Linked DNA regions of Drosophila melanogaster: region 1 is linked to region 2. A link is a contact called in public Hi-C data. All regions are on one chromosome and are shown on one strand. Each heading gives the region's core, a stretch centred on a gene start, on an enhancer-like site or on the middle of the called end of the contact. The rest is flanking DNA. Distances are from core to core; before and after follow the strand shown.

Region 1 (3,251 bases), core at 627-3,126, 480 kb before region 2:
ATATTAATTCGCCCTTCTGTTTGTGCAACAGATTGACCGGATTCATTTTTATCTTCTTCCATCTCCTTTGTGTGGTGAGTGTTTTGTTTTGCAGTGTATTGAAGTGTATTGTTATTGACCAAAACGAAAATTAGTAGATATTTAAGAGATAAGTAACAGATTAAAACATAGAAGAAGAATATAATTATTAAAAGACTCAAAGACTATTCATATACAGCTTTTATTTAACTCTAAAATTCACATGAACTGGATTAAGAAAAACACTCCTGTGTGCGTAGCAGATCAAGAATATAAAAGTGTCGTCAAAGAAGAAAATTTTAGCGGAAAGACTTGGAGAAATTCGATGGAAAGTTATACTATAAATTTTATTTTGCAACCGTAAACAATTATTTAAGTGCAAACCTCTTCACTAAGAAGTTGACCAATAGGCTTTAATGTTACACCAAATATGTCCTTTGATGAATTTGACTGTGAAGTGTCCAGAGGAGTATTCGTTGCGATTCTCCTTTTAAATATCGGTAATTTATATGTAGTGACTCCACTCTGTATAGTAAAAAATTACTTTTTATCGGTTGCTGCTTTAAAAAACGACGTGATTTGTGGCATTACATTTCTAAATTTTACAAAATTATTGATTGCACCCGAAGAAGTGCAGGAACGTGCTAGAAAAAAGTATCTTAATGGTTTGGCCTACAAGTTGTACATGAAACTTTACTACTTTTGTTTTACTAGGCATGCAATATCAATTATATGTTAGCACTTATAAGCCTGATCAATATACAAACATTATACACTATATGTGAAACTGTAAAATTCAAGAGTACTGCTTAGTTGTATTCTGTGAAATTTCTTCATTAACCTCTGAACCTAGTGATTAATCGATAATTGTGTCACTTAGAGTACTTTTTTCTCTTTTTCAACGAAAATCTGATTTGCATTAATGTCCTGGTCTTCATTAATCTGTTCTTCTTTTGCTGATGCAGGCTCTAATTTCTAATGCGGGTTTTCTACCATTTCTGATTTTACTTATCTTCGATTTTTTATTTACCTTTTGCTCCACTTCTTTTTCATTCTTGGTCTTCTCCTTTTCTTTCGGCTTTTCTTCCTTCTTTTTGGCAACCTTTTCCACCGTTATTTTGCAAGATGATTCGTCCTTGCCGACTTCATTGGTCACAATAACCTTATAGTTCGATGTGTGTTCTGTCCTTGCTGAGCTAAAAGTTAATCTTGCTGTTGTTCCATCAAACGTGGTGGTTATGTCCTTGGTTTCACGTATAACGGTGCTTCCCTTATACCACTCAACCTTACACTTGCGGTCTGTTTGGGACAGGCTGACTAAGAGCTCAAAGGTCTTCGACTCCGCGACCTTCTGATCTGCTAGCTTTCTCGAGATTTCCGGTTTGCACGGCTTTCGCTCTTCCTCTGGAATGTCAACGAGGTTGACAATTTGGGATACTGCCTCTCCTTTTTCGTTACTGGCCACCAGCTTGTAGGCGCCCTTGTCACTCTCTTCGACATCGTTGATTTCCAGCTTGACGGCGAACTCTCCTTCCTTTGTTTGCTCTACCTGGTAAACGTGTCTCTTGCTCTCTTTTACAGTGCTGGTTTCCTTGTACCAGGTACACTTGGGTTCGAATTTTGATGCTACTGTGCACTCTATGACTACAGTACGTTTTTTTATAATCTTTATAATTTTTGGCTTATCCTTTATAACAGGAACGACTGGTGGAGAACAAGAAAAGAGGAATTCAAAAATATATATTAATTATAATCAGTTTCATAAGATCGTGTTTGCTTCCGGTGGGCATATACGCACTCTCTATATTCAGGGTAAGGTTGGCATTAAGTTCGCCCAGCGTGTTCTTAATGTTACACTTGTAAAGGCCGGAGTCCTCTAGTTGCGGATCTAATAGCTCCAGCTTGATGTAGTATTGGTCGCCACGCTGTTCAATAAACGTCTTAATTTTGTTACTTTCCTTGATGACTTCTCCGTTGCGAAACCAAATGACATCTGGTTTCGGATCTGCCTTGACCTTGCACTCCATTATAACCAATTTGCCGTTGTTCTCAGAAACAATGCGTGGCTTTTCTATGAATGTTGGCCCCTCTCCTTCGGGCTCCGGTTCCGCTTCAATGTTAAGGTTTAGATTTGCGTTTGATTCACCGTATTCGTTTTTGACATTGCATCTGTAGGTCCCACCATCGGTTGCTCCCGGATCCTAAAAGAGATTAAATGAAGTAAATTATCGGTTGCTGTTATGCTATCCACAATGCACTTCACCTTAATTTCAAGTGTCAGCTCATACGTGTCTTCTGCAATAACTGTTGTGTTAATTTTTATCTTCTTACTCTTCTCCACCAAGTCTTGACCCCTGTACCAAGTTACTGTGGGTTCGGGCTTGGCCTTGCACTTGCACTTCATGGTGATCAATGTGCCTGATTCATTTGGGATGATTCTCGGCTTTTCGATAAAAGACGGCGCAAACCCGTTAGCATCGCTCGCACCTTGTAAACAAAAAAAATACAAAGTTAAGAAAAATGCTGAAAAAGCTACCGAAGAAAAAATGTGGAAGCAAGTCTATTAGTTTAGGACACGGTTTGAAATGTATTGCGGATAGATATGACCAAAATCAAAGCAGTTGAAAAAAGTTTGTTTATATATCGGGCAGACATTAAGCCGTCTCGGCCGACATAATTGCATGCTTAATACAAACAAAAGGTTTGCTCACTAAATTGTTGCTCAAACATTAAAGCGTTAAGAAAGATACTATATCCGAAGACCTATTTGACGGCTAGAATTCCGATACATTCGCTTTGGTGTAGTGCATCGTTTTGAAAAAATATTTGTTTTCCAAATAATTAACTCGCAAGAGGTATAGCTATACCTATGTATAGCTGTTAGTTGTCAGAGTAACCTTTTGAATAAAATAATAAAGCTATAAAAAATAAACTGCATAATTTTCATATAGTATATAACCCATATGTTAAATCACGGGGTAACCCAATAAAATGGTCAATGTAAAGGTTTAACAAGAGAGAATACTATAGTCGAGTTCCCCAACTATCAGATACCCGTTACTCAGTTAGTCGAAATACGAAATTTCATAATCTTTCGGGAAATCGAAAGATATTGGGGAATAAATGACGAAATTTTCTTTGGGCGTGACTGTTTTGGACGTTTTGTAGTGGTGTGGATGGGTGTGGAGGGGAGGAAGGGTGTGTGGAAAATTGGCAAGTCAAGCAATAAAAAG
Region 2 (3,199 bases), core at 681-3,180:
TCGGTTTGAATCAGAATCTTGCATACTTTTTTTTCTTGCCATGTTCAAATACCGTTTAATCGTATCGCTAACTGACTGAGAAATGTCTTCGTCAAGTGAACTTCTTCTAAATATTAAATGCGAAGACTTTGAACAGTCTTGTTTAGAAGGCTCTTCTAATAATTTTAAGGTATTATCGCAATTTGTAACCATTAAGTTGTACTGCTCCGCCAAAGTTTTTAACTCGCTCAGTTGTATAAAATTAGTTTGTGTTCCACAGGTTTTCTGGATTCTTTCAACGCTCTGTCCATTCGAATTAAGTTTGTTTTTAAGCTCAAAGTTCTGCGGGACTTTATTGAGGTCTAAAAAGAATTCTGTTTTGGGGCTTGGTATAATTGGTTTGGTATCACATTTCATTAGACAAAAGAAATTGTCATGTAGTAACTTGTTGCTTCTGTTACTATCAGTGTTACCTCTAGATAATTCCTTTCCATTTTTTATCAAGCAAGACAATGAAGTCGAAAAATTAGCTTGATATGGATCTTTGGAATGTAGCGTCCTATGGAGCTGTTGTTTCTTAAGCGCGCTATAGATTTTTTTCAAAAGAACTTTGTCTTCGAGAATGCTTAGTGGAGCATCGCCAAACTTAAGCTGAATTCCTTCATGTGTAAATAAAGGGCAATTAGATAACAATTTAAGAAGGGACAAGAGTTCTGTTTGAATAGATGTGCCGGATGATATCACTTGATGGTTGTCACCATTGTTTTTGAAGTTTGGCCTTTGTGCACTGGGTGATGATGTTTGATCTGGCCGAACTGTTTTAGTTCCAAGTAAAGTTGTGGTTTTGTATGCATCACGAAGTTTAAGATAAGTCTGCAATAATTCGATGACTCGATCGGCAATATGATAATCTTTGGTTGCATCAACTGTCTGTTTTCTGCGGCTAGCACTTGCATGCCTCAACAATGGTTTTAATCTCCGCTTAGAACAGCTGAATGCTCCTGGGTATGATGTTCTGCGACTCCATAAAATAAAACTTGGTTCAGATAAACACACCCGTTGAAATTGATCTTCAATTAGGTCATGATTACCTGACCCTGTTTGGTATCCATCAGGAATTAGCTTACGGCCTGCATCTGTCATATATCTCCAGGTTTTTCGAGTTAGAAGCCAGCGCTCTCGCTTTTTTTCCTTGTCTTTTGTGCTGCGACGACGCACTTTATTTGGAGAAGCCACTCCTTCGGAGTGCTCACTCGCAAAAATCATTGGCTTACGCATGCTGGAGGCATTTCCTAATGGCAACGACCATATTTTCGATACGTCGTTAGCCTCGTCAAGTGCTATATCTAACGGCCCCGACCTTTTTTTAACGGCCGCCATGGGGCTCCTCAAACAGTTCACAGATTCTTCGTTTTCTTTTGGAAATTCCATATTTTACGCTGACGCAGAGATTAAAGGTCAACAGGTCTTTTTTTATTGCGATTTTATCATAATAGTGGTGTTTTTAGTACATATGTTTAAGTTTTACACTAATTTGGATTCATAGTAATTGTCACCGCATCAGCACATAGCATATTTTCACAACGATATTTTCAAAAGGCAGGTTAACAATTATACGAAGAGTTGCAAAGTAATATACTAGGTAAAAACACCAATTTATTTATAAATGCGTACATATATTTGATTTTCTCAGGAGAGATTTCGTATATGTACAATAGAATTGGTATCTACACATGTGAGTGACTTTATTTATATTTCAAAGCACACAATATTTATATTGAAATTCTGGAATAACCAGTACTTCTGTATAATTTTATCAACAAATAGTAACTATGACACCTTGAGGTTTACGATTATTTATTTGTTATTTAATTTTTATATGTCATATTATTGATACTATTTATTTTCTATTTAGACACTGTTAAACCTCGAAAAATAGCACAAAATGCCTGGCGAGATAGCGTGTACATAATAAGAGAACATTATTTTCAGAAAAAAAAACATAAAAATATTTCGAAGTTCACGAGATATTATTTTTGAATGTATTTATGGTACAAGAGCATCCCGCTTGTGATCGACTAATGTGCATACATATACACGTTCTGAAAACAAACTCTTTACTTTTCTTACTTTTTAAGTTTATATTTACAAACAAGATTTGTACAAAAACATATGTATACAATTTCATAATACCTTGTTATCCCAATTGTCGTGCTTATACCGGACAAACCTAAATTCAATTGGAATTTGTATTTTCGTTTGCAATTAATGTACTGTTATTTAAGAATAATACTACTATTGCGGTAGAGCTGATGAGACATTACATTAGGTTCATGTAAATACCTTGACCTGAAATGGTGTTGCCTTCTATAAGGAAAACAAATTATACACTTTTGCAGATGTTTAGTCCGAAGCGAATAATTGGCCTTATGTATGTGTCATGCTCTGTGCAAGCTGCTAGTTGAAAAGTTATAGTTCTATCTGTGTGAAGCTACATTTTGAATTTAAGAATTGATTTTCAAAAGGAAACACCTAGATGTTAACAAGGACGGTGACAGTTTTTAAGGGAGCGAAACTGAACTTTATGTGAACTAAACTAACTTACACTAATTTTCAAACAAGTCAACTTAAAACTAAAACAAGAGAGAATGCTATAGTCGAGTTCCCCGACTATCAGATACCTGTTACTCAGCTAGTGTAAATGCAAACGCGGAATTTTATCATTTTTCTGAGATATCGATAGATATTGGGGAATAAAATGACAAAAAAATTAATAATAGTTAATACTATTTAATAATAATAGTAGAGTGGGCGTGACCGGTTTGGGGCTTTAGGGCGGGGCTAAAAGTTTTTTGGCAAATCGATAGAAATGTACAAGAATAATAAAATATTGGAACAACATCCAACAATTTTTTTAAAATATGGGCTGTATGTTAAATCTCTACCTTCTTGGTTTTATGGTTCCTGAGATTTCGGCGTTCATACGGATAAGGCTAGATCGACTCGGTTTTTGATCCTGATCAAGAATAAAAATGTATATAATATAATAATATCATATAATTTATGTAGCCGGAAACGCTTCCTTCTGCCTGTTACATACTTTGTAACGATTTTAGTATACCCTTTTACTCTACGAGTAACGGGTAACGTTTCCTTTTCTATATCATTTAAATTTACGAGTAACTGGTATAATAACTTATGCATTTTTTTAGGATAAATT

The links. Hi-C and Micro-C count contacts between places; a contact is called where the count stands out from the background.
Region 1: a contact with region 2 is called in a Hi-C map of the Kc167 cell line, with 1.8 times the contacts expected there. The contact joins the enhancer-like site here to the promoter of RhoGAP102A in region 2. A contact is called at or near these places in 9 of 107 Hi-C or Micro-C datasets (the Kc167 cell line, brain, eye imaginal disc and 3 more).

What each region holds. Positions count from the first base shown.
Region 1 is chr4:730,031-733,281 of dm6, reverse strand. bt (bent) reads right to left here. Exons shown (of 44, transcript NM_001272143.2): 9 at 2,282-2,505; 10 at 1,817-2,219; 11 at 1,049-1,722; 12 at 1-65. Among named protein-coding and RNA genes, the nearest start is that of bt, 7.3 kb to the right of the region's middle. Within about 2 kb of position 1,876, at least 12 of the 39 cell types and tissues checked have an H3K27ac peak or open chromatin away from gene starts, as enhancers often do. A contact at or near this core is called in eye imaginal disc and wing imaginal disc, where this site is marked.
Region 2 is chr4:253,728-256,926 of dm6, reverse strand. RhoGAP102A (Rho GTPase activating protein at 102A) reads right to left here and starts at 1,930. Exons shown (of 12, transcript NM_001258487.3): 1 at 1-1,930. The coding sequence starts at 1,410.